Regions from separate parts of the Bos taurus genome. Here region 1 is linked to region 2. A link is a contact called in public Hi-C data. All regions are on one chromosome and are shown on one strand. Each heading gives the region's core, a stretch centred on a gene start, on an enhancer-like site or on the middle of the called end of the contact. The rest is flanking DNA. Distances are from core to core; before and after follow the strand shown.

What was found. Hi-C and Micro-C count contacts between places; a contact is called where the count stands out from the background.
Region 1: a contact with region 2 is called in a Hi-C map of liver, with 2.1 times the contacts expected there. The contact joins two enhancer-like sites. A contact is called at or near these places in 3 of 11 Hi-C or Micro-C datasets (blood, liver and skin fibroblasts).

What each region holds. Positions count from the first base shown.
Region 1 is chr13:81,189,307-81,196,127 of ARS-UCD2.0, forward strand. LOC104973928 (a long non-coding RNA gene) reads left to right here and starts at 594. Exons shown (of 4, transcript XR_003037924.2): 1 at 594-1,395; 2 at 2,858-2,941; 3 at 3,369-3,534. Within about 2 kb of position 4,280, at least 47 of the 102 cell types and tissues checked have an H3K27ac peak or open chromatin away from gene starts, as enhancers often do. A contact at or near this core is called in liver, where this site is marked.
Region 2 is chr13:81,118,699-81,125,588 of ARS-UCD2.0, forward strand. It overlaps ZNF217 (zinc finger protein 217), which reads right to left. Exons shown (of 7, transcript XM_059893087.1): 4 at 3,626-3,742; 5 at 1,395-2,747. Among named protein-coding and RNA genes, the nearest start is that of ZNF217, 32 kb to the right of the region's middle. Within about 2 kb of position 5,348, at least 26 of the 102 cell types and tissues checked have an H3K27ac peak or open chromatin away from gene starts, as enhancers often do. A contact at or near this core is called in liver, where this site is marked.

The sequences.
Region 1 (6,821 bases), core at 3,030-5,529, 70 kb after region 2:
AAAGTGGATCCATTGGGAGACACGATTGTCAGTTATTTAAATGTATCTGATTTTGAGAGCTAGGGTTTGGATCATGCAAGACAGGACATCCAGGTCTCTGGGTGACTTGACAGCTCCACTTTTCCACCATGAATCAGTTTATTTATTACTATTTTTAAAAAATATTTATTTGGCTGCACTGGGGCTTAATTGCTGCATGTGGGATCTAGTTCCCTGACTAGGTCCTGAACCAGGCCCCTGCACTGGGAGCACAGAGCTGTAGCCACTGGGCCACCAGCGGAGTCCCCAGTCAGTTTATTTCTGCCCTGGTCAGGCATTAGCCAGCTTTCACTAAAAGGCTGGGTTCTGGCAGCTGGGGTTTCCTGCCCATTTTCTATAGTTTCACCAGCTTTTGACTCAGAAGAATCCAGTTAGAGTCGATCCCTTTAGTGCGAGTAGCAGCAGATACCAGAATATCCAGAATTGTCAGAACCTCATTTCCGGCTTCACCCCGCCTCCCTGTCTCTGCTTTGCATAGTTTTCATCTTCGCCAGAATGGGTCCCTTGTCTTTTGGGAATTTCCTCAACCACTCATCATTTCAGGCTGAACATGAATGATTTATCCAGCAAGAGTTATTAAAATTGACTGTGGTCTCTGAAGGAGGGATAGTTTGTCAAACCTCCATCCTCAGAATAACTGAATATATTTTGCATGACCTGTGATTAATGCAAGGTAATTTCAGAGGATGGCTTTTACTAATTAATAAATCAATCACATTGACTCATCTTGGTAGACCAAACTTTAAAAGTTCATTACTGACTCGTTCAAAACCAGGATCTCATACATACGTAGGTCAGTGGTTTAATGTAATTCCTCTTAAGAAAGCAAGCAGATTGAGTAATATTTTAATTCAGAAACACGTTGCTCAACGTGCGTCTTCTGAGCACATGCCTGAGAACGGGGACCGGCAGAACACAGGCAGTGCACGGCCGGCCGGCCGACCACGGTCCTGCTTCTCGGCTGACTCCACGCTTGCAGCCAAACTCGCAGCTTTATTAAGAATTTGGAAAGGTCACAGGGAATTCTCTCACTACCCATAGAGGGACTGCTGAAGCATCTGAAAGCACCTGATTCACTTAAAACAACAAGATAAAACCTGAGCTGTTACAACATGTCTAAAACTCGACGGGGCTCATGAAGCACACGCAGGCGAACCTTCTTCCTTTCTTCTGCCCACAGAGAAGCTCAGCTATGTAAAAGCCACTGGAGTCATGGTTTCAAGAAAAGAAAATGGTTTGTGTTTTTCTTATCATGGTGGAAGGGAGACACACACGGCTTAACAGTTAACAGCAAGAAGGAGCCTTTCAAAGACTTCCCCCTCCTCCCCCAGCTAATTTCAGGGGACTCTGTTCCAGGTAAATACATACACACCTAGAAACTTTCAGTAACCAAACCCAAACCAAACAGTAATTCCATTCTTGTGTAAATGCAACCCAAGATGGCTTTCTCAGAGTGTATCTTCTATGTTCTGTTACTAGAGTATTTGAACAATTTCTCCACAGAAGAACAGGTATTTATTGAATGCTATACAAAAGGAGGCAGCTCGGTCCGGCCCTGGAGGGGTTTAGGCCACAGGGAGCACTGCAGGCGTGGCCGCCCTGCCCTTGCAGAAGGCTCAGGGAAGGGGACTGCAGGGACTCCGGGCCTGGGTCCCTCAGGCTTCTCCCAAGACAGAGGAAAGACGGTGAAAATAGCTCCCCGAGGGGCAGGGGGAGGAGTGGAGGGAGGAGGGAATTTAGAAGGATCCGGAGCCTCAAGAGCATTTCTCTACGCCTACCCCTTAATAGCTGTGGCACATATAATTTTTCTCCTTTGGAATGCAGATACGGTATTCACAGCCAGTCAGGCCTTCCGAGTGCATTGACACGTAGTCAGTCAGGATTTTTTTTTTTTTTTTTTGGGAGGGGTGAGGGCAGAGAAAAGAGGGAAAGAGAAGAAAAGGCATTGTTTTTTTCAATTAAGGAGGGATAAATGGAGTAACAATAACATAATGGTAACGATGACAATTGTTCATTAGTATGGATGTTTGTGAAGTGCAGGTCTGGGCTAAGAAGCGCTTTCTAGTCTTACTGCCTGAACTGTCTAGTTAGGTAAACCTCACCCTCGCTGCCCCTCCCTGTTCCCTGAAATCCTTTAGTCACCTTTCCTGAGGGCATGGGATGTTTTTCCTCCTTTAAACTCCTCTTCTTGCTAAGGGCCCTTTAGGTAAGACAGGTGCACCGTCCAGGGTGAAATTGTGAGGTTTCCAGTTCAGATGTGATAAGGAGAAAAAGAGCTGGATTTTCTTATGGCAGCAGGTACAGCCTGTGACATCTGAAGCAGTCATAGCCACTCTCCACAGGAATCCCCATTCTGCCACTCAAGCTGTGTGACCTCAGGGGAAACCTCTCTACACCTCAGTTTTGCCGTCTATAAAATGGGTATGATGATAGCATCGAGCCTTGGCATCATTACGAGAACCAAGTGTCTTAGCGCCTGTGTTTGGCACAGAGTAAGCTCCAAGTGAAGGGCGGCCATGGTTTTGTGGTTGCTTGGGGTTGTCCGTTAAGGAACTACCCAGTGATGGTAATCTTCTTCAGCCTGGAATTGGATGAGCTAATAACTGTCTAAGAAAGCATTAAAAGTCAGTCATTCTTGAGAAAATTTCTCTCTTTGATATCATGGTTTATCTACTACAGAAGCTTCTAAAAGCTAAATTAAATTCTAAAAGAGCTCATTTTTAGATTAGAAATTCTATACACTTGAACCTGTCTTGTCCCCTAAGAATAGAGTAATTCCATGATAAAAGGAAACAAGTTCCCCCACTATTTTTTACAGTGGGCATTGAACATATACTGGTGGGCTGCCGTCTACGGGACACGACTGAAGCGACTCAGCAGCAGCAGCACATCCAGCAAACAGGTAAGGGAAAGTAATACTTTTGGGTGTAAATAGAAGATCTGGAGTGATTTTGGCAATTCATTTGTTTCCTTAGAAGTAGACTTTCAGGCCAAATGATGAGTAACAGTGCCTAAATTTTTTAAAAGTCTGCTCTCTACCTGTAATTACATGTTTTTATTCTTCTTAAAATTTCTTTTCTTGGCATATAGTTGACTTATAATGTTGTATAAATTGCTGCTGCACAGCAATGTGAGTTATGCATATATATTCTTTTTCATATTCTTTTCCAAAGTGGTTTATTATAGGATATTGGACACAGTTGCCTGGTTTTATTCTTGATGTTGTTTATATGTGGGTTCCCTCATTTCTTTTACTCACACCTGATGAACTGTCTTAAATTTGATTGAACTTTGCAAAGAACCAGTGATTGATCTTTTTTTGGTCACAGGTTCCTGCTTTCAGGTTCACTAATTCCTCCTCCTACGTAGATTCATAGATAATATCCATAAGATCTGGAAACTAAAGAGCAAATTGAGAACAGCACTTGGTAGAGTGGAGACCAGGAAGCTAAAACTGGAAAATGCCCCACAGATGATTCCAACGCCAACAGAAAGGTGGGTGTGTTTTTTTTTGTTTGTTGTTTGCTTGGAGATTTTAGAAGAATGTATTATTTTACAAGAATGTATGCAGATTTTACTTGAATAATTAAAAATACAAATAAGAACACTGCAAAGAGAACACCCCAGGTTTCCTTGACCATCTGCCGCCCGCGGGGCTGACCTTCCAGGTCCCAGGAACAGAGAGCAGAGCGCTGAGTCGGAGGGGGTCTGCGGGGCACCAGGCAAGGGGAAACGGGGGGTGCAGGGAGGTGGCGGCGACTCCCGCTGCTTTCTGAGGGCGCCTTGCTCTCATTTTCTGCCTCCCCCACCCACGGATTTCCCCAGTGTGCAGAGACGGCAGGTCTTTTTAAGTCGGTGAGAGAGAGAGAGAGAAAAAGGGAGAGACCACGTGACTTTCTGGAACGCAGACTCACTTCTTGATTTTGATCCTCACTGGCGCGCTGGCTCCAAAATGTCTTGCCCGAAATCGGAAAAGGTCCTGCCCCCCTGGAAAGGCTCCCGTCTTCAGTTCACACGAACCGACCCTTTGATCCTCCCTCGTTTTGCTCTTAAATTTGCTTCTCTTTCCAATCGAATAATCTGTCTCTCCTTCTGAGAAAAGCTTTCTAGATGTGATTCCCCTTTGGAAGGGAAGACTTTAAAGTCCTCCTCGGGCGCATCCTTTCTGGAAGGGAGAGGGTGGAAAGAGGCTACGGGGCCGAGAGCGCTTTCGGAGTTCCTCCCCAAGCACCCCGCCTTCCCGCCCGGAGTCTCGGCTTGAACCCCCGGCCGCTGGGAGGCATCGCGGAGCAGCGCGGTGGCTCGGGGCACCCCCTGCCCCCGGGCAGCGCCCGGACTTCAGTCTTTGGAGCCTGGGGCCCCGTGAATGTGGAGGTGGGCAAAGCAGAAAGCAAGTCTGTTTGCTTCTGAGTAAAGCCGGCTTCCGTGGGAGAGAGACAGGCTCTGAGTTAGCAAGAATTCTGCCATTTATCTCGTCCTCCTCGCCTAGGATTTCAAGGCAGGAACTGCCCAAATCCAGGGTGCTCATTTCCCGGGGGCTCGGTTGCAGACTTCCGGGGTTTGTGGACTGGTCCCTTACTCTTTCTGCAGCATCTTGCCGACGGGCCAGGTCGCGGCACCTGCCCCGCAGTGGCCAAAAGCACCTAGAACAGTTCAAGCCTCTCAGTGAGAAATGAGATGTTTGTACATGAAGTGACCTTTAATTGTGTCTGAGGAACTCATGTCAGATCAACATGTGGTCTCAGTTACTCTGCAGAGGCTATTACATTTCAAGCTGTTTTGTGTTCCTTTTCAGCATTTAAATGAAGTATTTTCTCTTTCATATATTTGATGTGGCTCAAAGAAGTTTGGTTTTCTTTTCCTCCCTTTTCCTCATAGATTATATTGTTTGATTAGATCTTTTTAAGTCAGATCAAAGATGGCTTTTCTTTCTTTAGGAGGGATCTTTTCTTAAAACAAATCAATAGAACAGATTCCACAGGAAAGACTCATTTTATTTGAACGGTTTTGAAACGGGAGAAGATTTAAATGGGCGTGAAGAAATGTTTTTGCTTCTGTATTATATTTATCTGTCAAACAGTTTGAAGGAAGTAAATACTTGGAAAGGGGGCTTCCCAGGTAGCGCTGGTGGTAAAGAACCTGCTTGCCAATGCGGGCGACTCAAGAGATGCAGGTTGGATCCCTGGTTGGGAAGACTCCTGGGAGGAGGAAATGGTAACCCACTCCAGTATTCTGAGAATGCAAACTTGCGATTTACTGTGGAAAGGCTTTTGGTCTTGGCTGGATAGATGCACCATTATAGAAAACAATCTACTTCCCCTGTGATCTGAGAGCACCAAAGAGCTAGTGGTTCTGCCCTGCCTCTCCCTATTCCTGCCCTTCATGTGGAGATGCCGGCCTTAGCTTGTGCTGTTCCACCTGGAGTGTCCTTTCTGTGCCTCTTATTTTTAAATTTTTAAATATTATCTATTTTGTCGCACTCTGCCTTAGCTGTGGCATGCAGCTCTTCCATCTTTGCTGTGGTGTGTGAGATCTAGCTCTGCGACCAGGGGTCGAACCCTGGCTTCCTGCACTGGAGTGGGGAGTCAGCCACTGGACCGCCAGGCCTCTTTGTTGGACAGACTTCTTGCTGTATTTAGAAAGGGGTTTAGAAAGCATCTGTGTCCCTGCAGCAACTCCATAGCGGTTGCTCTATCAAGGGCCCTCAGGCCTGTATTGAAACAGTTTCTTTTGGCTCCTCCTTACAGGCAGGAAGTGCGCTGTCCTCCTTTACTCCTCCCTCCCCTCGCTTGTTGGAGCCCAACATCTGTCAATCTGAAATGAACAAAGACAGAAATGTGGTCCCTATTTGCTTTGCTATGAAAAAAGGTGGCTAGAGGTTTATTGGGAGTGTTTGGCAGTCGTGCAGTAAATGCCACCTGTCTAATGTCACCGATGGGCTGTATGTTGTTGTATAGCCACTAAGTTGTCTGACTGCAGCCCGCCGGGCTCCTCTGGCCATGGGATTTCCCAGGAGTGGGTAGCCATTCCCTTATCCAGGGGATCTTCCTGAGCCAGGGATTGAACCCCAATTTCCTGCATAGCAGGCGGATGTCTTTACCGCTGAGCCACCAGGGAAGCCCATAATGTACTATATGGATGCTCATATATAATATATGATCTCAAATGATATATATAATGATCTCAAATGATATTATTATTCTTTTTTTAAAAAAATTTAATTGAGAGAGTAGCACTGGATACCTACGTGACCTTGTATAAAATAGAAAGCTAGTAGAAAGTTGCTACAAAGCACAGAGAGCTCAGTGCGGTGCTCTGTGAAGACCTAGAGGGTAGAGGGAGGTGGTGGGGCTGGGAAGGAGGCCCAGGAGGGGGCAACACGTGTGTGCCTGTGGCCGATTCACGTTGATGAACGGCAGAAACCAACGCAACCCTGTAACGCGATTATCCTCCAATTTAAAAAAAAGAAAAAAAATGTTAAATGAATTATTGCTGTCTTTATGTAGTAATTTTATTTTTCTCATTCAGTTGCACCACTGGGCATGTGGGATCTTAGTTCCCTGGTCTGGGATCAAGTCTGCGTTCCCTGTATTGCTAGTGTGGAGTCTCTACCCCGGACCACCAGGGGAGTCCCCAGTGGCATCTGCTGCTCTTACTTGCTGTCTCAGTTAATCTGTCTCTTCAGCTTACAATGTCCACTCCATGAGGGCAGGGTTTTTATCTAGTTTTCTTCACTGCTGTGGCCCCAGCGTTCAGAACAACGCCTGAGACAGCAATAGCTC
Region 2 (6,890 bases), core at 4,098-6,597:
GGGAAAAAAAAATAAATGGGCATTTAGAATTAAGCTCAACAATTAGCTAAGATGTGTGTGGGTTGTCAGAAGTCAATTTCCAAAATTCCTGATAATGTGACCACAACACATTAGATGCATATGTATTATAGGTACAAGGTAAAATATCTTTAATTGCCAGGAAGACATTTCTTAGCTTAGAATTTTAAGTCACTAAATGGTAAAATTATCTAAGTGCTGCTGCTGCTAAGTCACTTCAGTCGTGTCCAACTCTGTGCGACCCCATAGATGGCAGCCCACCAGGCTCCCCCGTCTCTGGGATTCTCCAGGCAAAAACACTGGAGTGGGTTGCCATTTCCTTCTCCAATGCATGAAAGTGAGAAGGGAAAGGGAAGTCGCTCAGTCGTGTCTGACTCTTCCTGACCCCGTGGACTACAGCCCACCAGGGTCCTCCGTCCATGGGATTTTCCAGGCAAAAGTATTGGAGTGGGGTGCCATCGCCTTCTCCATATCTAAGTGCTAGTAAAGATTAAAAGCCAAAATAGCAACATAAAGATTTTAAGCCTTTGTGTATCATGAACCAAAACTGTGTGGAGGAGGGGAAAAAAAAGACCAATTTACTCGCAACACAAAGTCTTTTCTCTTCAAGTAAAAGACACAGTTATGACTCATGTCCATTTTAAGTGCGGGGGGGGGGGGGGGGGGGTACTTCCAATCGTAAGGGTGCAGAAATTATTTTTTCATCAAAATTTTTATAAAAGTCACTGGACTGTGTGAAAGCGACTGTTTTTTAATTAGCTATCCCCCGATCAACTGGCATCAAGCCATCTTTGATACAGAACTATCACCACCCAGAACCTTTCATTTCAAATTAATACAAACAGGGATGTTTAAAATGGATGTGTCCCTTTGGGCACAGAAACCTGCAGAGCTTATAACCAGGGAAGGCACTGAGGTTTCACCAAGTGGGACAGGTCCCCACCCACGCCTGTCTCACCTACTCTCACAGGCTCGGATGTGTGCTAGACACGTCCGAGGCAGCAGGGGCTTTAAAGCCGCCTCCGCGGGGACAAGGACCTTCAAGGTACCTGTGGGCATCGAGGGGGGCAACACGGGGGAGACTGTGCATTAAGATTCACTGAAGGCTGAGCCCCGGCCGAAGGTGGCAGCGCAGTTCCCTAGGTCTGGAGACCGAAGGGACCCAGCAGCCTGGGAGGGGCCCGGCGCGCACGGGTCGGGCAGGCTGAGCGCCCCGCAATGCATGTGGGCTAGCCGTCAAGGACACCTGACTCAGCACTGCGAGGGGGTGCAGCCCCTGGGCCCCGCTGCCTTCAGCCCAGCCCGGGAGAAGCTGGAAAAGGGGCCGCTGCTCCAGGGCCCCCCCCGCCCCTCTAGGGCCCCCCGAGGACGCCCACCTTCCAGCGCAGCGGCGGGCGCGCAGGGTAGCAGCGCGGCGAAGGCGGGCCCGGGCGCGGGGCGCGGGCGCGCGGGGGGCGCGGGCGGCGCGCAGGCGCACTCAGGCGGCAGCAGGGACGCCAGCCCGCGCACCACGCGGTACTGCGGCAGCTCGGGCGGCCGGCGGCACGGCGCACAGGGCGGCTCAGGCGGGACCCGCGGCCGCTTGGGCAGCGGCTCCCCCGGCTCAGCGCCGCCGCGGCCGCACGCGTAGTCCCTGGTGGGCACCCAGGGGCCGTCGCTCCTGGCGGCATCGGCGGGGGGCTGCGGCTCAGGCCGCCGCACCTTCTCCGGGCCCGCCTTGCAGGGCGGTGCTTCGGGCGGCGTGCGGGCGGGCCCGGGCCCCGAAACCCCGAGGCCGGGCGGTGGCAGCGGGCGCAGCGCCTTGAGGTTGCTGGGGGCTAAAGTGCTGTCGGCGCCCGCGGGCGGCGGGGGCGGCGGGGCTCTGCTGGGCCCCGGGGCGCCGGGCGCGGGCCGCTCGGCCGGCGCGGGCTTGGGCTGCGCCGGGGCGGCCGGCCGCGGTTTGGGCCTGAAGGCGCCGGGCAGCGGGGGCACGTCCTTGCCCAGCAGGGCCGGCGGGCAGCCCGTCCGCCGGCTGCGCAGCGCAGCCCTGCCCCGGCAGCTCTTGTGCGCGTCAGGGTGGTACTTGTGCTCCAGCCGCTGGTGCATGGTCAGCACCTCCGGGTAGAAGGTCTTGAAGGTGCAGAACGGGCAGGTGCTGCTGGCGGTCACGCTCCTGCCCAGAGGCGCCCCCGCGCCCCCGTGCGGGGCGAGGGACAGGTTCAGGGGCTTCTCCTGGCAGCCTGCGTCCGCCGCCCGCTTCTCCCGGGGCCCGAGCTGCGCGTGGCGGGCTGCCGTGGCCGCCTCTGTCCTGCACACCAGGGGGCTGGCCTGAGGGTCCGCGGGCGGCCTCTTCTTCAAGGCGTCCAAGTAAGCGGGGCCGGGGGCCTTGCTCAGCTTCTCGGCACCGTCGTCCGCTGCATCCTTGCTGAAATCCTGAGTTTCCCTGTGCACTGGCGCGAGCACGGCGCCGCCCAGGACGCTCTGAGAGGCGGGGGCCATTCCCTTCAGTTGCTTTGCGGGTGGGCTGCCTTTAACATCTTTGGCACCGTCGAAACATCTTTTCAAATTTTTGGTTTGCGCACCGTCGGCGGTTAGCAGTGCATCTTCGGCCTCCGGGGGCCTCCCGTCGCTCTTGGCGTCTGCGGCAGCGTCCGTCTGCTTGTCCCTGTGGTGTCTCTCCAGGTGATACCGCAAGGAGGTCTTCTGCGCTGCAGCATAATCACAGAATTCACATTTGTATGGCTTTTCACCTACAACGAGAAGGGTCACTTTACTACACACGCTCACGGAAAGCATCAACACATGCAGAGAACAGTTCTTCCCTCTTCCCTTCTGGTCTGTGAATCTTCTCATCCAGAAGCTCTCAGGAGTTGTGGCTTTATCACTCTTTCTACCCCAAATATTTGAAAATGTGAACATGTGTCTTCCATTTAAAAACTTAAAAGCACACCTTAAAATGATCTAATTTAATCTTCATAACAGCCCTACACCAGTCAATATTATCCCACCTTTACAGCTAAGAAAATGAGAGCGCAGAAAAGTTAATCTGCCTATGGTCACACAGCCAGTGAGTGGAAGAGAAGCAGGTCCAAGTTCACAGGGCCTCCCAAACCACTGTTACCGCTGCTCCACAACCTCAAGAAAAGGTGACAGAATTCTCCGGGGGTCCAGTGGTTAGGGCTTCAAGCTCTCAGTGCCAAGATCATGCTTTTAATCACCTGCCGCGGGAACTAAGATCCCCCAAGCCAGGCAGAGTGGCCAAAAAGTAATAGTAATAAACATAGGTGTAATAATAGTAATAAACAAAGATGATTAAATATTAATTTCATTCTAAATCATAAAAATTAATAAAGCTGTGACATTTAAAAATATTAGAGACTTTAATAAAATGAGAGTAAGGATGAATCAGACATTAAACAAGAGACCAACTTCACAAGAAAACAGTTGAAGTTACAATAACACTAAAGGAAGCAAAACAACAGCTACAAATCAACAGGCTACACGTATATTCTTAAGATGTCCCATGGATCTAGAAGAGTATCTGGACAACAACAAAAATCAGACACAGAACTACATCACAATCCTCAGAGCTAATACATGCAGTAAACAAATGTAAGGAGTTCCTTACCTGTATGCGTTCTGAGATGAATATTGAGGTAATAATTTGAACGGAAAAACTTTCCACAATAACTACATTCTCTTGAGGATGTAAGATGCTTCATTTTCCCTCCATCATCATTTTTATCTTAAAACAGAAACAAAAATATTCACTTAAGAAGACAGTTCAAGGATGTGAACAGGGCAAGCTGACTTAAAGATTCTTGGTAGAACATTTTTGGAGAATCTAAAATACTTTTTATATTAGGTATTGGCTAAAAACAGCCAACTGCTGCTTTGAGGCTGTGTGCAGCATTAAAGCCTGTGTGCAACAGTTTTGTTTTCTGAGCACAGCAGAGCTCACTGTTGATGACTGCCTTCTTCATGGTTTCGGTCACAAGACCATTTAATAGACTGAAATGAACAGAGAGCTTTCTGCGCTCCCAGCCTGAGACACACAGAATCTGGCAAACTTGAGCTGGACCTGCACACGGGCTGGAATAACCAGCTTCTTCAGAATAAGTAATTGAGAAAACCCAGCCAACACAAATGCCAACTTCCCAACCACCAGAGGGAAAGATTAACTGGCTTAAGATTAAGCCCGTTACCACTAGAGGGCAGCAGGCACAACTTAATCTTTAAAAGTTTGGCCCTGGGCAAACACCTAGGAAAGTTCGTCAAAATTTAGCAAAGCAGATTTTGGAAAGCAGATCATATTATTTGCGAGTGCTCACACGGGCAACCTTGACGAATCACAATCTGTCCCCAAGGAACAGCGGGTTAGACTTTAAGCCCCTCTGTCCACAATCAGGACAATGGAGCAGACACAGGCCCCCTGAGGCGGGCACAGGCCCTGGTCACGCCCCGGTTTGTCCAGCAGGACCCCGAGCTCAGGGTGAACCTCCTGTCACCGCTGGTCACGTCACACCCACCAGTGTGGCTGCAGCAGAAGACGGGGCATTTGTAAATTCAGCATAACTCATCCTTTTGCCTGGAAACTGGAATTTCCAACGGAAGGGCCTCTGCCTGGCTCTGTCCACATTCCGAAGTCTAGATTTATAGACTTCACTGATTTTAAAAAGAAGCTTATAAGAAACCTTGGTGAGCTCCCAGGTACCATAAAGACGGGAGTCAAGAGAATTCCCCAATGGTCCAGTGGTCAGGACCCCACACTATCATGGCCCAGGGACCAGGTTCAATCCCTGATGGGGGAACTAAAATCCCACAAGCCTTGGGGCATGACTTAAAAACAAGAGAGACAGGACCATATAATTTCTGTCACCCCTGAACTTCCATGAAGACAGCATGATGCTGCTGCTGCTGCTGCTGCTAAGTCACTTTAGTCATGTCCGACTCTGTGTGACCCCATGGACCACAGCCCACCAGGCGCCTCCATCCATGGGATTTTCCAAGCAAGAATACTGGAGTGGGTTGCCATTGCCTTCTCCAGAAGACAGTATAGCCACCTCCAAATACTGGAAGACAGGAGAGACAACCTTTGATCTAAAAAGGTGTCAAGAGGACTTAAAAAATCAACTTACATGAATCACTATTATTAATCCAGTTTATAAAAGTTGAAAACAATAAATCATTTACTTCGCTTTTTGATCGTGAAAGTAAATCTAAAGAAAGCCAGGCTAGAAAAAAAAAAAGAAAGCCAGGCTGGCAGTAGATGACAGTAAGCTAAGTCTAGACCAGAAGGCCCATCACAGTGTGGGTTCAGGGGATCCAACCTCTCACAGAGCGCCCCGCTCTTCCTCTGACACTCACACCCAGCTCGCCAAGACTTCAGCTGAGCTTGCGTGTTACGGCAGTTTACTACTTCCAGCTGTGTCGGGATTTAGGGTGTGTTGCGTCACATCCAGAGTTACGAAATGCCTTTCCTCCAACACAAAGGACGTGAAATGTCCAGTCTACCAGGTTCCTGCTCCTCCAGCTTCACCCATGGTTCTGTTGCGCTGTCCTTTATAAAGGATTTTTTTTAAATAAATAGGCAGCTAAAATCATCCTTGGGAGGTGGAAGATAAGGGTCGATGAACCAATTGTGTAAACAAGGAAATCAGGGCAAAGAAAGGTTAAGCAAGATATAACCAGACCCATCGCAAATCTTGGTGCTCCCAGCTATTACGGGCCATCCTAGCCGTCTGCCAACGGGGCCCAGGTTTTCCACTCGGTCCTGCCCACGCCACCTACGAGCAAATGCGACTGTCCGCTCACAGCTCCTGGGCATCGGGGCAGCTCTCTCACCACAAACGGCACAGCACTGCCACTGTTTCGAAGGAATCACTTAGAAGACTAGAAGGCTATGTTTAAAGTCATTTTTATGATGTCATTAAGACATCTAATGCATTTTCTAGATTTCTAAAACCTGAAGATTATAAGCATGCCAAGTGCTACGTTTCCTGTCTCCAAGGAAACTCAAAACACACTAAATATTTGCTATGAAAACTACCACCCTCACCCCCATCATGTGATCAGGACAGAAACTGGGCACCAGCTTGAGAGAAGACGTATTATCCGGTCACATTCCCCCTGGGTGTCATACAGGGGGCTCTTAAGAGATATCAACACAGCCAACTCACAACACAAGACGCCAGTGTATGTTTAAACCAAGACCATCTCTGTAAAGGATACTGTTTTTCTAAGACTAACTCATGTTCTCATCATTCCCCGGCTGATTTGGCAGGGGTTTATCAGCTGAGCTCCAACAGCAGAATCCTCTAGTCAATAAAAGATTACTAAACGGAGAGAAAAGCTGTGTGAAGAGGGGCACGACCTGAAGCACAGGTGGGACGCTGTGCCCTGGACGGTGCCCCCTGGACCGGAGAGACCCACCAACAGGCCCTCCGCAACGGCCTCCGTTTCCTCTGCTGCTGCTGCTAAGTCACTTCAGTCGTGTCCGACTCTGTGCAACCCCATAGACAGCAGCCCACCAGGCTCCCCCATCCCTGGAATTCTCCAGGCAAGAACACTGGAGTGGGTTGCCATTTCCTTCTCCAATGCATGAAAGTGAAAAGTGAAAGTGAAGTCGCTCAGTCATGTCCGACTCCTAGCGACCCCATGGACTGCAGCCCACCAGCCCCCTCTGTCCATGGGATTTTCCAGGCAAGAGTACTGGAGTGGGGTGCCATCGCCTTCCCCGCCGTTTCCTCTAAGTGCCATCAAAACACTAGAATGGTGACTGAGCAGATTGGATCTTTCAATTAGCTTTGATGTGTTCATTCTCTATACTTCACCAGGTGCTGGAGTGACTGAGTTAACAAGTACCTGCCCCCAGACGCACAGATCAGGGGCCA